4 separate regions of the Gossypium arboreum genome follow, and all the other regions are linked to region 4. The links are chromatin contacts, called in public Hi-C maps. All regions are on one chromosome and are shown on one strand. Each heading gives the region's core, a stretch centred on a gene start, on an enhancer-like site or on the middle of the called end of the contact. The rest is flanking DNA. Distances are from core to core; before and after follow the strand shown.

Region 1 (2,700 bases), core at 95-2,594, 460 kb before region 4:
TTTATTCTTTAAAGGGAATAATAAAAGAATTTTCAAAAATATATCCAATTCTATTTTTTGGGTTGAAAGAATTATATGAATTGGACGAAACTAAAAAGGATTCAATAATCAGTAACAAGATGATTCACAAATTATCTCTTCAAATTCATCAGACTTAGGCTCCCTTTGGATTAGATTTTACCCACAATGAGATGGAATATTGGGTGAATATTCCTTTTCACTGCACTAATTTCTTGTTTGGAAGATTTTAAGGTGCAGTGCAATTGAGCACTCTCACCATACTGCTGTTCTCAATTTTCACTGAAGCCAAAGGTGCCAGTGGTGAAGAAACTGAGGTGAGTGGTTTTATTACCCTTGTTCTTTGTTTTTTTTTTTTTTTGAGTTTTATAGAAAGTAAAATATTATTAGATATTATTATATAATAATTTAATAAATATATAAATTTATTGTCATAAATATATAATTTTAATTATTATTTAATATAAAATAATTTAAATATGTTTTATTATTTATTATTAATATAATTTAAAAATATTTAAATTTTATTGCATATGATTATAATATTTTAATTATCATTTTATAAAAATAAAATTTTATTTTATGTTATATTATTTAATATTAATATAAATTTAATTATTTATTTTATTATAAATACATTGTAAATTAATGTCTATAATGGTCATTTTTTATTCTCATCTCACCGCTACAGCTACGTTTGAATCCAAACACATATCCACCGCTATTTCTAATCTCACCGCTATAGTATTCAATCTCACCACTACAGTAATTAATCTCACCACTACCATTATTTTTAACCTCACCGGAAGTAAACACACCGCCCATCCAAACTAAGCATTAAACAGCTCTAGCAATTTGAGAACAATAAAAATGGGAAAATGGCACATCTAAAAAGATTCAGAAATTGTAATAGTAAAAATTCGAAATTTGATAAAGATTATACTTCTTAAAAAAGAACTGTGTTATCTGTTAAGTTTGTTATGATTATCCACTTGGCAATGCCAATATGCTCCACGTCATCCCCCAAACTCATTAAAGGGAAAACAAAGTTGCAAATTCCAATTCGAACTTGGAAATTTCTCTTTACGGGGGGATTTCTGCGAGTTCCATTAATTGGAAATAACAGCAGTACCGTGTCTCCTCCCCCACAAGCTGAACCTTTGCCTGCCAGTTGTTTTTTCTTATCCAGTCAAACAACGGGCTACATCATTCTCCCTCAATTGTTTTACCCTAAATTAAATTTTTTTAATAGAACTCTTTTGATTACAGGGTCTAGGAATTTTTCATATTCCAATTTCCTGTTCGATGTTGGCTGAGAAAAAAAAATGATGAGGAGACGATTGGAAAATCAGCGGCATGAGGATCAGTATTCGAGGGCTTTCCACGAGCTTTCGGGACTGGTTATGAGCCTTCTACGATCGCCGCTAGCTCCGGTTCCTTCCGCCAGCCAATCACCAGCGTTGTCCACAAGGCCTCATTCCCCACCAGTACCGACAATGAAGAAGATATCACCGTCCGGATTCGCTTTGCTGATGTTAGGGACATCGGTTTCGTTGATGCTGTGTGGATCAGTTACTTTCTTTATAGGATTCATGTTTATGCCTTGGCTTCTTTGTTTGGTCATGGTTCTTTACATTGCTGGAATTGTTTCTGCGGTTTCCATGTTATGTCGTTCTACTATTTGTTATGCCATGGCCCCTCTGCTGCGGCGGAAGGAAATTCCTGGTAGTTTATTTATTTATTTATTCTTCTTAAAATACTTTAAAAAAAAAAACATTTTAGATGATACTGTATGTACGGTTGATGTAATGTTGTTGTCTTTGGCATTCAATATTACGTCTTTTTTACGTTTTGATTTCATGATTTGGATGTTTCATTTTTTACAAACATTCGTTGTGTTTTGTTATCTGATACTAGGTTTTGTGATGCTTTAATTCTACTAAATAGGTCTTTTACAGAGCAGGAATTAAATCCCCAGAATTTGCAGAATAGAGCTTCATAATGAACGACTGGCTTTTAAGGTGAATTTTGATTCTCCTGCGTTTTATATCTGGAATACTTAGAATGCTTTAAATTATTAAACTTTATGCGTTGATCTTCAATGCCTGCTTTTAATGCCATCAAGGGTGAAAAATTTTGTTGAGAGTGAAAATATGAGTAAGAAATACCTAAACATAATAAATGCATTTGTTTTGGGCACTCACTGAGATTATGGGTATGAAAAGTTCAGCATATGACAAAAATTGCTGGTGTGGAAGAAGACAATAGCTAGTAGTGGATTGTTTATACCGCTGTTGGCTGATCAAACTAGCTGAATTTGATGAATAATATGGCAGCAAACTAGGTTAGTTTACTTTGTTGTACCTGACATCTCTGCTTTTCAGCATTCATTTGTTATGAAGAGACTGAATCTTTGTTAGCATGAAACTACCTTTGCCTTTATTTTGCTTAATATTTTGTGATAGGCATTGCAGAGTGGAAGCTGATGTGGGTGATTGGTGCTGCATATACAAGAGAGTTTAGCAGGTTTCTTCAAGTATTAATGCTGATTATATTCTTGGTCTAGTTGAAGCATTTAACTCATCAATGATTGTTCTTATTTGCCACAGGAAATGGGATGGTTCACTTCTCAGGTGTTATCCAAAATGGTGGCAGTGGCAGATACAAATGGAAATGAATATG
Region 2 (2,700 bases), core at 59-2,558, 380 kb before region 4:
AGTCACAAGCAAAATCATCAATGTCTACAGTTGAGGAGAGATATCACTGGTTTTTCTTTTATATCATGCTCACGATAGAGTTGCCAAGAAACAACATTGAGAAGATGTTTGATAATCTTTCACAGTACGCAATGTGAGCACCCACCATCTATTTCTTATGCGAAAAATGTAATAGGCAAGCATAAAAGATTAAAATAAACAACCGAAGGCTTGCCTATGATAAAAAAACTTCAGGAACAAAAGAACTCTTGATTGCTACAATTATTTATAACACGTAAACATACAGACAGGAATCATAGACAATCTTACAACACTTATTTTAAAAATTTAATTAGATCCTTATTTTATCCAGATAAATAAATAAGAATATGGGGTAACGGTGATGTTTGTAATCTCAAAAAATCATCACAGACGATCATATAAGTCAACTCCATATGCAGAGCCACATAGGGCAAAACAAAATAAGAAATAGCAGGTGTTCCATCGGCAAGATGGTGGATCCAAAATATCTATATCTTTGAAAATTCATGACACAGTTTAATGAAATCGACACTGTTAATTATATCGAGTATATCATACATGTTTCCCTTATTAATTCAGTTATCAAAAGGAATGGAAAACAAGCGATCACTGAAATATAATGTAAACAGCAGAGAGTTTTATATGCATTAAACAGCCAATTCAATTCTTAGAATCCTGAAGAATAAATAAAAAAATTCAAGAGGGAGTTACAACAGATCAAAAACTCACTTAAAAGATCCATCACTAACAAATCGAATCGCGAAATTAATACCATCGATAACACCGATGAGATCAACAGTGTCACACAGATTAGCCTTAGATCGATCGCTCAAGTACATATAAAAAACCCAAAAAAACAAAATAAAACAAAAGATGCAAAGAGAGCTACCTGGCTAAACTTGAGAGCATGTTGTTCGCCGGCAAGTTGTAGTGTTCCAGAGACGAAAACGAGGACGCCGCCAGCGCCAGATGGCTGGCAATCGACGGTGGTAATATTGTGCTTGCACTGCTGGAAAGGAAGGCTGGTTAGCTTAGCGACAATGCTCTGAGAGCCTTGGATCTTTTGACCTTCAAAGGTCAACATGGAACGTTCCTGGTAGAGATTGGCTAAACCGGCCCGGTTCGCATCGAATGTGGAGTAGTAGTGATCGACAAAAGCCTTGGCTACAGCGTCTGGATCCATCGATTTTTCGTTTTGTTTATCAGAGTTTGAGCCGTCAACAGAGAAGGGCACTGACACAGGAATTAATAGGAGAGACCAGCCGAGCCCATCCAAAATTGTGTATTTATAGGAGGATTCATCTAGCGGCTGAATTTGAATCATAAAAATCTAAAGGACAAGGGGCTGCCAGCGTGTTCCTTCTTTCTTTTGGATCGTTTATACACCCGCTTTACTGTCTATCAATTAGCGGATCATTCTTTGCGTCAACCTAACGCAGCCCAACCGTTTTTCTTTTACCTAATTTTATTTGAAAGAAATTTTGAAATTATTTTTTTATTGAAAGAAGTATTATTTTTGGAGTAAGAAAAATATATGTTTTTATCTCTAAATTTTTGAAGTATATACTAGATTTTGTCACAGAGTAAAAATGTATGTAATAAATATAAAAATAATATATTAATAAAATTACTATAATTGAAATGGTAAAATTAAAAGATTAAATATCATAATATATTGACTTGTGATCTTATTATGCATAAGTATTTTTATAAAGTTTATACTGAAAAATAAAATTACTCTCAAAATAATAGCCATTATCTATTAAAAATTATATATATATATATATATATATTAGTAAATTTATTACTAAGTTGATAACTTAATTGAGGGTGACATAACTCTCTCATAAAGATCTAATAAAGAAAAAGAAAAGTTAAAAGAATGATTTTTACTTTTTAACAATTTGGGAATGAAAACTAAACTATCTTTCGACTTGAACATATTTTTAAAGAACTAAAAAAAATATAAAACGAAATGTTTTATAGCTTTAACAATTTTAAAAGAAACACTCAATTGTTTCAAAAAGTTTCAAAAGAAAACAAGCTTAAAGAAACTTTTAAATATAATAAGAGAAACAAAATTACCTTTCAAATTATATTTATTGCTCATTAAAATTATGAATTTTAGTAAATTCATTATTAAATTGATGATTCAATTGAAATTGACACTAGTTCAGTAAAATACTTAAATATAATAATAGATATTATTGTTTAAACCCTAAGTGAGTTAATGTCACAAGTCAACCAATCACTATGTCAATAATAAAAGTTAGGAAAATACTCTTCCATGTATAAATCAAGTAGAGTAAATTGCACCATATTTTCCCAAACTTAATTCTTACATTAAATTTGTCTCAAAACTTTAAATTACATCATCAAACTTTTGAGATTATATGAATTATATCATTCAATTATTAAAATCATTAATTTTATTATTAAATGTGATACATTAAATCTATCCTGACATAATTTAAAATTAAAAAACCTTAAAATGAAAAAAGGTTAAAAAAGTAAAAAGAAACGCAAAACCAGACAACTTTTGCCCCATAACTGTATAAATTAAAACTTAAAAAATAAAAAGTTAAAGATAAAGATAAAAAAATATAAGAGAGTTTTTTTAAGCTTCTACAAAAGCTTTAAATCTCTAAATCAATTGCAGTGCAAAATCGTGGTAAATTT
Region 3 (2,700 bases), core at 120-2,619, 320 kb after region 4:
CAACTTATGGCGAAAATTCGATTAAGATTTTGGCGGGAGGTCAAACAATTGAGGAATAAAAATATAGCACTCGTGAAAGTTTTGTGGCATAGACATGGAGTCGAAGAAGCCACATGGAACCTGAGGAGTCCATGAAAGATCAATACCCCAACTTATTCACTGGTAAGATTTTCGGGGACGAAAATCCCAAAGAGGGAGAATTATAACAACCCAATTTCGGGCTTAGTTGGAACAGTGGTTTCGGGATCACAAATTCGAGGCTTAGAAATTATTTTTATTATTATTTTGGTTTCATAGTATGATTATACGAGTGTATGAAAATTTTGGTGAATTAATTTTAGCGTTTGTGAGCTTAATTGCAAAAAAGGACTAAACTAGTCTCTAAACTTTAAATTATTTTAATTGCATCCTCATATTGATAATACTCATATTGATAATGATATAAGAGTTAATTGTATTATACATCCCCAAACTATGATCCTTATTCTAAACTAGTCTCTAAACTTTAAATTATTTTAATTGCATCCTCAAACTATCAATGTTATATCAATCAGTCCTTCCATTATTGAAATCGTTAATTTAACCATTAACCGACATGTAAAATATTATATGACAATTTAAAATGAAAATTTAAAAAAATTAAATAGTTGTTGGATAACTTTTTAATTAAATACTAATAAAAAAAGTAAACAAAAGAGAAAGAGAGAGAGAGTGAGTGAGTGAATGATAGCTTTTATAAAAGCTTCAAAAACCTCAAAACTAATATTTACAACATTCATTTCTACAATATTAATTTTTCTTTAAAAATTTTTCATTTTAAATTATGTCACCTTAATGGTTAAATTAACAATTTTAATAATGGAATGGCCTTATTGATATAACATTGCAATGGCGAAGCCAAGGGGCTGGCAGAGGCCCCAACACACTCTAGAATGGAAAATTTTTCATTTAGGCCCATTTATACTTTATAAAATTTTAAATTAGCAATGATAAAGTTGCACTTTGGCCTCCAAAAATGATTAAAAAAATTGCATTAATGCTTTAAAAATTATAAATATATAATATATTAAAATGGTGAAATTGTATTTTTACTATAGTAAAAATATACAATTTAATTCCGCCCCAAAAAAATTTATGGCTTCACCCTTATAACATTGATAGTTTGAGGATGTAACTAGAATATTTTAAAGTCTGATGACCAATTTAAAATAAGTTATAATTTGGGGATGTTTGATGTAATTAAACTCATTACCATATCCGAAACGTTTTCACTAATTATCCATAAAAGAAACATCTTTCTCTACTGCTAAAGAGACAAAATAGGAAAACGGGTTTAACACAATTATTGAAACTAAAGCCCATTGATCTGCCCATTTACACAAAAAGGTCTACGTATACCAAGCAACCAATTAGATCGCGCCACGTTTACCAATTTGCGTGAGCTAACCAATCAGGACGAAGTCCATGACCCTTCATTTTACCGTATAATGCGGATGAATTAATCAGCAGCATACATAGCCCCTTATAACGACAACCCGGGATATTTTCGCGAAGCGAGGAATAACACCCCCCCCCCCCACCAAAAAAAAAAAAAAGAAAAAACACACACCCAAGTAAAAAATCGTCGCCGTAAAAGAAAGAGAAGAATTTCGCCTGAAATTTCCTTCGCTTTCTCGACCTGCTACCTCGTCTCTCCCACATCATGGTAATCTTTTTATTTCCTCTTTTCTTTCTTTTTTTTTTTTTTGCATATTATATGAATCGATCTGAGCTATGCTTTCTTACGCTTCAATTTATCTTTTTCGAATTAAACCGGTTGCAGACTTATATAGATTGTAGATCTCAATTTAGCATAATTATGTCCTCAACAATTTAATCATGTGCTTGTTCGAATTTTTTTTTGAATGAATTAGGTAGACGGACCTTGACTCAACCCTTTTACTACTATTCATCATTTTATTCTCAATATTGAGTATTTGTGAATTTTGTTTCTTTTCTTATCAAATTTCGAGTTATAAAAAAAGTGGGAAAAGTAAGAACACCAGTGTTTTTCCTCCAGTATAATTGCTAAATCCATCAGCATGATCGAAAATATGCATAAACTATTTCTTTTTTTAAATCTAAATTTAAATGGGATCCCTCTGATCTGGTTTGTGCAGACAACATCAAGGCGCCTTGCAGACAGGAAAGTGTTGAAGTTCGAAAAGAACATAACAAAGAGAGGAGCTGTTCCTGAAACAAGCACAAAAAAGGGGAAGGATTATCCTGTTGGCCCTATGTTGCTTGGGTTCTTCGTTTTCGTTGTCATTGGATCATGTAAGATTCCTGGCTGCTTATCTTTTCACCATTATATGTCCTTGGATATTTAGCATTGACTTTTGTTGTACCAAATACAATACTTGATTTTGCTACCGATATGTTCAGCACGTTCTCATAATGTGTGTTGTTTCACCGGTGAATATTCTAATTTTGTTCGGTATGGACCTTATTAGCATGATATTTGGGAACTTGAATTTTAAAAGATGAATTTATTTTTCTAAAATGGTGTTAGTTGTGTGATAAAACACATAAATATCATGACCTTGCAGCACTGACTTAAATCTTGTTTTTTTCATCATCTGTTTCAGCTCTCTTCCAGATTATCAGGACAGCGACCAGTGGAGGCATGGCATAAGGCTGCATATAGCCCATGTTAAAAAA
Region 4 (2,781 bases), core at 108-2,607:
AAAAGTCCTCTAGATGTGATTAAAGTGAGTTCCCTTTGTTATCCAAAAAAAGAAGGATCATAATTCCTAACTACAAACACTCAGACCTGGTTTGGCTATCAAGTTGACAAGATCATTACTTGATAAACCGATCCTGATCAATAAAGCAAAGGAAATGCATAATCATCTATCTTAACTAAAAGTTACAAGATGAGGATATTAACTTACCTGATCAATAGCCGAGGGGGTTTTGCCATGGTGGAAAGTTGAGATAAAAATGGAGATGGCCTGGATATGGTTCATGCTTACATTAAACTGATCCTGCAGCATCCTAGCTCTCTCATCACACATGCTAGCCAATGTCTCCTTCCTCTTTTCGGTAGCTTGAAAGCTCATATAATAGAGTATAGAAATAGAAGCCAAAATCCAACCAATTATCCATGAAAACAAGAGCTTTCTCCACCAAGTCTTGCTAATTCTCTTGGAACCCACATACTGGTAATATTGATGGTGGATGTTGAAGCTATAGTTTGAGAACTTGTCCCAGAATTTCAACCACATCTTACTACCACTATGACCAAGGAGAACTGTCTCAGCGTCCTTAAATTCACCATTAATGAACCAGTTCATGGAAATCATAGATGCTACCCAGCAACATAACATCCAAAGCAGATGCCCCACCTTTAAACCAAACCCAAATACATGGAGCAAACTCATCCAAGAAACAGTGACCAATTGTGGGTCTTACTTCCTTCTTAATTCCAGCTAAAGACAGAGACCCACTGTCAAATCTATAGAAACTGTGTAGTAAAATTCTGCATCAACAGAAAAGAACCTTGGGATAAGATGAACCCTCTCCCAGCAAACTCCAAATTTACCATGTGACAGACTGTAAGGCCTTGGACCGTGAGGGAAAGAAAAAAAGATGCTATCTTATCCAGCAATATAGCTTTCTAACTGAGGATGGCAAAATAGAAAACCCAGAATTGAGAAAGATAAAAGGAAATTTTTTCACAATAACCACAAAAAAGAATCAAAACCCCCCACAAGATTCTGAGTTTCTAATTACAAACACGAATTATATATTATACTACTGCAACACTGTAGTGCCGGTACTACCAGTATATTTTATTAATTTTTGTCTTTAAATATAAAATAATATAACAAATGAGAAATTTTCTTTTTGCTTTTTTTGTCTAAGTGTACAACTTCTACACGCTTTTAACTCTCTATTCTCGGGTTGGCTGTACTTTATGATAACAAAAGTACCCTTTGCTGCTCTGCATGAAAACAAATTTCTATACCAATTAACATAATTTCTTTTTCTTTTTTATTCGACTTTTGTACCCATTTTTGAGATTAGGAGCCCTCTAATTTTTCGAAGTTGTCAAAAACATTAGATCAAGAAGACGATAGAGTTTTTAAGAACTTGCTTCATTGAATTAAAGGTAGCAATAATTCCTATTTTGGATTATTGAATTTAGGGTATACTAAACATACAACTCGGATTCTTTCATACGGTAAATATTATTTTTCTATTAAAATTATCTGATTAAAAATATCAAAAAATTGTTCTATAATAACAAAATTTAGTCATTAATTTTTATACCCTATTTTTAATTTAGCATATACTTTTTATTTGAAGCAAAATAACCCTTAATTTTTAGTACTATTTTATCTTATTATCACATCTATGTTTTATTTTTAAATTTAGAACTTCTTTTATAATCTTTTGACACTTTTTTTTATAATTTTTGGAATCATAATTTTTAGCTTAAAATATGCCATAATTATCTCTAATATTTATAAATTTAGAATTTAATCCCTATACTTTTAAATTTTAAAATTTAAGTCTAATTATTGAAATTATTAAAATTATTGTGTTAAATTTAGATTCATTAGAATGTTATTTTTAGTTACATTGCAATCAAGTGAATATTTTATTTCAAAATGTCACATTAATAAATTTAACAAAACAATTAATATAATTAACAATTGAATCTAAATTTTAAAATCTAAAAATAAAAGATCAAACTCTTAAGAATAAAATACAAAACTAAATTTCAATTTTATGAACAACACAAGTCTTTAACCTAATTTTTACTAATGCTCTACGATATTTTAGAATTTTTGTTGTAATAAAATATAGATAAAGTAGTGTCATGTAAATGATAAAAGTTGATAGTAAATTGCTAGATGGTTAATTTAGTTCAAACAAAAGAGTAGGGAAAAATCAATGAATGTGTAAAAATTAATGGCTAAATTTATTGTTATGTTTTATATATAAAATGCCAAAATAAACATTTAATAGCATAAATTTAAATTTAATGAAAGAATGAAATATATAAAGACTAATTTACCCATTGTTATCTTGAATTAAGTATTAATTTTATATGTATATCATAAACTTTTAATTTATCTAATTATATTTTTTTTGGTTAAAATGTGCCAATAGTCCTTGTACCTTTCAAAATTAGGAATTTTGTCATTATACTTGTATTTATAGAAATTTAGTCTTTTACTTTTCGATTTCAAATTTTAGATCCAAATATTAATACTGTTAATTTTTTTAGGTTAAATTTATTATTGTGACATTTTAAAATAAAAAAGTACTCACTTAGTAGCCATGTTATTAAAAAAGAATGTAATTAACTTGAATTCAACTAAAAAATTAATCAGATTATCAGTTGGACTTGAATTTTAAAATTTAAAAATAGATAGAATAAATTTCTGAAAATACAAGTACAAAAACTAAATTTCAAATTCAATTACAATTACATGTTTAAAGAATCACAAGTATTA

Evidence for each region. Hi-C and Micro-C count contacts between places; a contact is called where the count stands out from the background.
Region 1: a Hi-C map of leaf shows a contact between it and region 4, with 4 times the contacts expected there. The contact joins the promoter of LOC128279312 here to the promoter of LOC108467168 in region 4. A contact is called at or near these places in 2 of 5 Hi-C or Micro-C datasets (both in leaf).
Region 2: a contact with region 4 is called in a Hi-C map of leaf, with 3 times the contacts expected there. The contact joins the promoter of LOC108467720 here to the promoter of LOC108467168 in region 4. A contact is called at or near these places in 2 of 5 Hi-C or Micro-C datasets (both in leaf).
Region 3: a contact with region 4 is called in a Hi-C map of leaf, with 3 times the contacts expected there. The contact joins the promoter of LOC108466471 here to the promoter of LOC108467168 in region 4. A contact is called at or near these places in 3 of 5 Hi-C or Micro-C datasets (all in leaf).

What each region holds. Positions count from the first base shown.
Region 1 is chr2:67,904,708-67,907,407 of ASM2569848v2, reverse strand. It overlaps LOC128279312, which reads left to right and starts at 1,344. Exons shown (of 2, transcript XM_053022417.1): 1 at 1,344-1,743; 2 at 1,977-2,020. The coding sequence starts at 1,344. The coding sequence ends at 2,020. It overlaps LOC108469159 (a long non-coding RNA gene), which reads left to right and starts at 2,021. Exons shown (of 4, transcript XR_001869049.2): 1 at 2,021-2,039; 2 at 2,249-2,362; 3 at 2,484-2,544; 4 at 2,628-2,700.
Region 2 is chr2:67,832,962-67,835,661 of ASM2569848v2, reverse strand. LOC108467720 (nuclear transport factor 2B-like) reads right to left here and starts at 1,308. Exons shown (of 4, transcript XR_008278790.1): 1 at 911-1,308.
Region 3 is chr2:67,129,167-67,131,866 of ASM2569848v2, reverse strand. It overlaps LOC108466471, which reads left to right and starts at 1,369. Exons shown (of 3, transcript XM_017766832.2): 1 at 1,369-1,705; 2 at 2,160-2,316; 3 at 2,628-2,700. The coding sequence starts at 1,703. The coding sequence ends at 2,674.
Region 4 is chr2:67,449,539-67,452,319 of ASM2569848v2, reverse strand. LOC108467168 (histidine kinase 3-like) reads right to left here and starts at 1,357. Exons shown (of 11, transcript XM_017767718.2): 1 at 208-1,357; 2 at 1-9. The coding sequence starts at 696.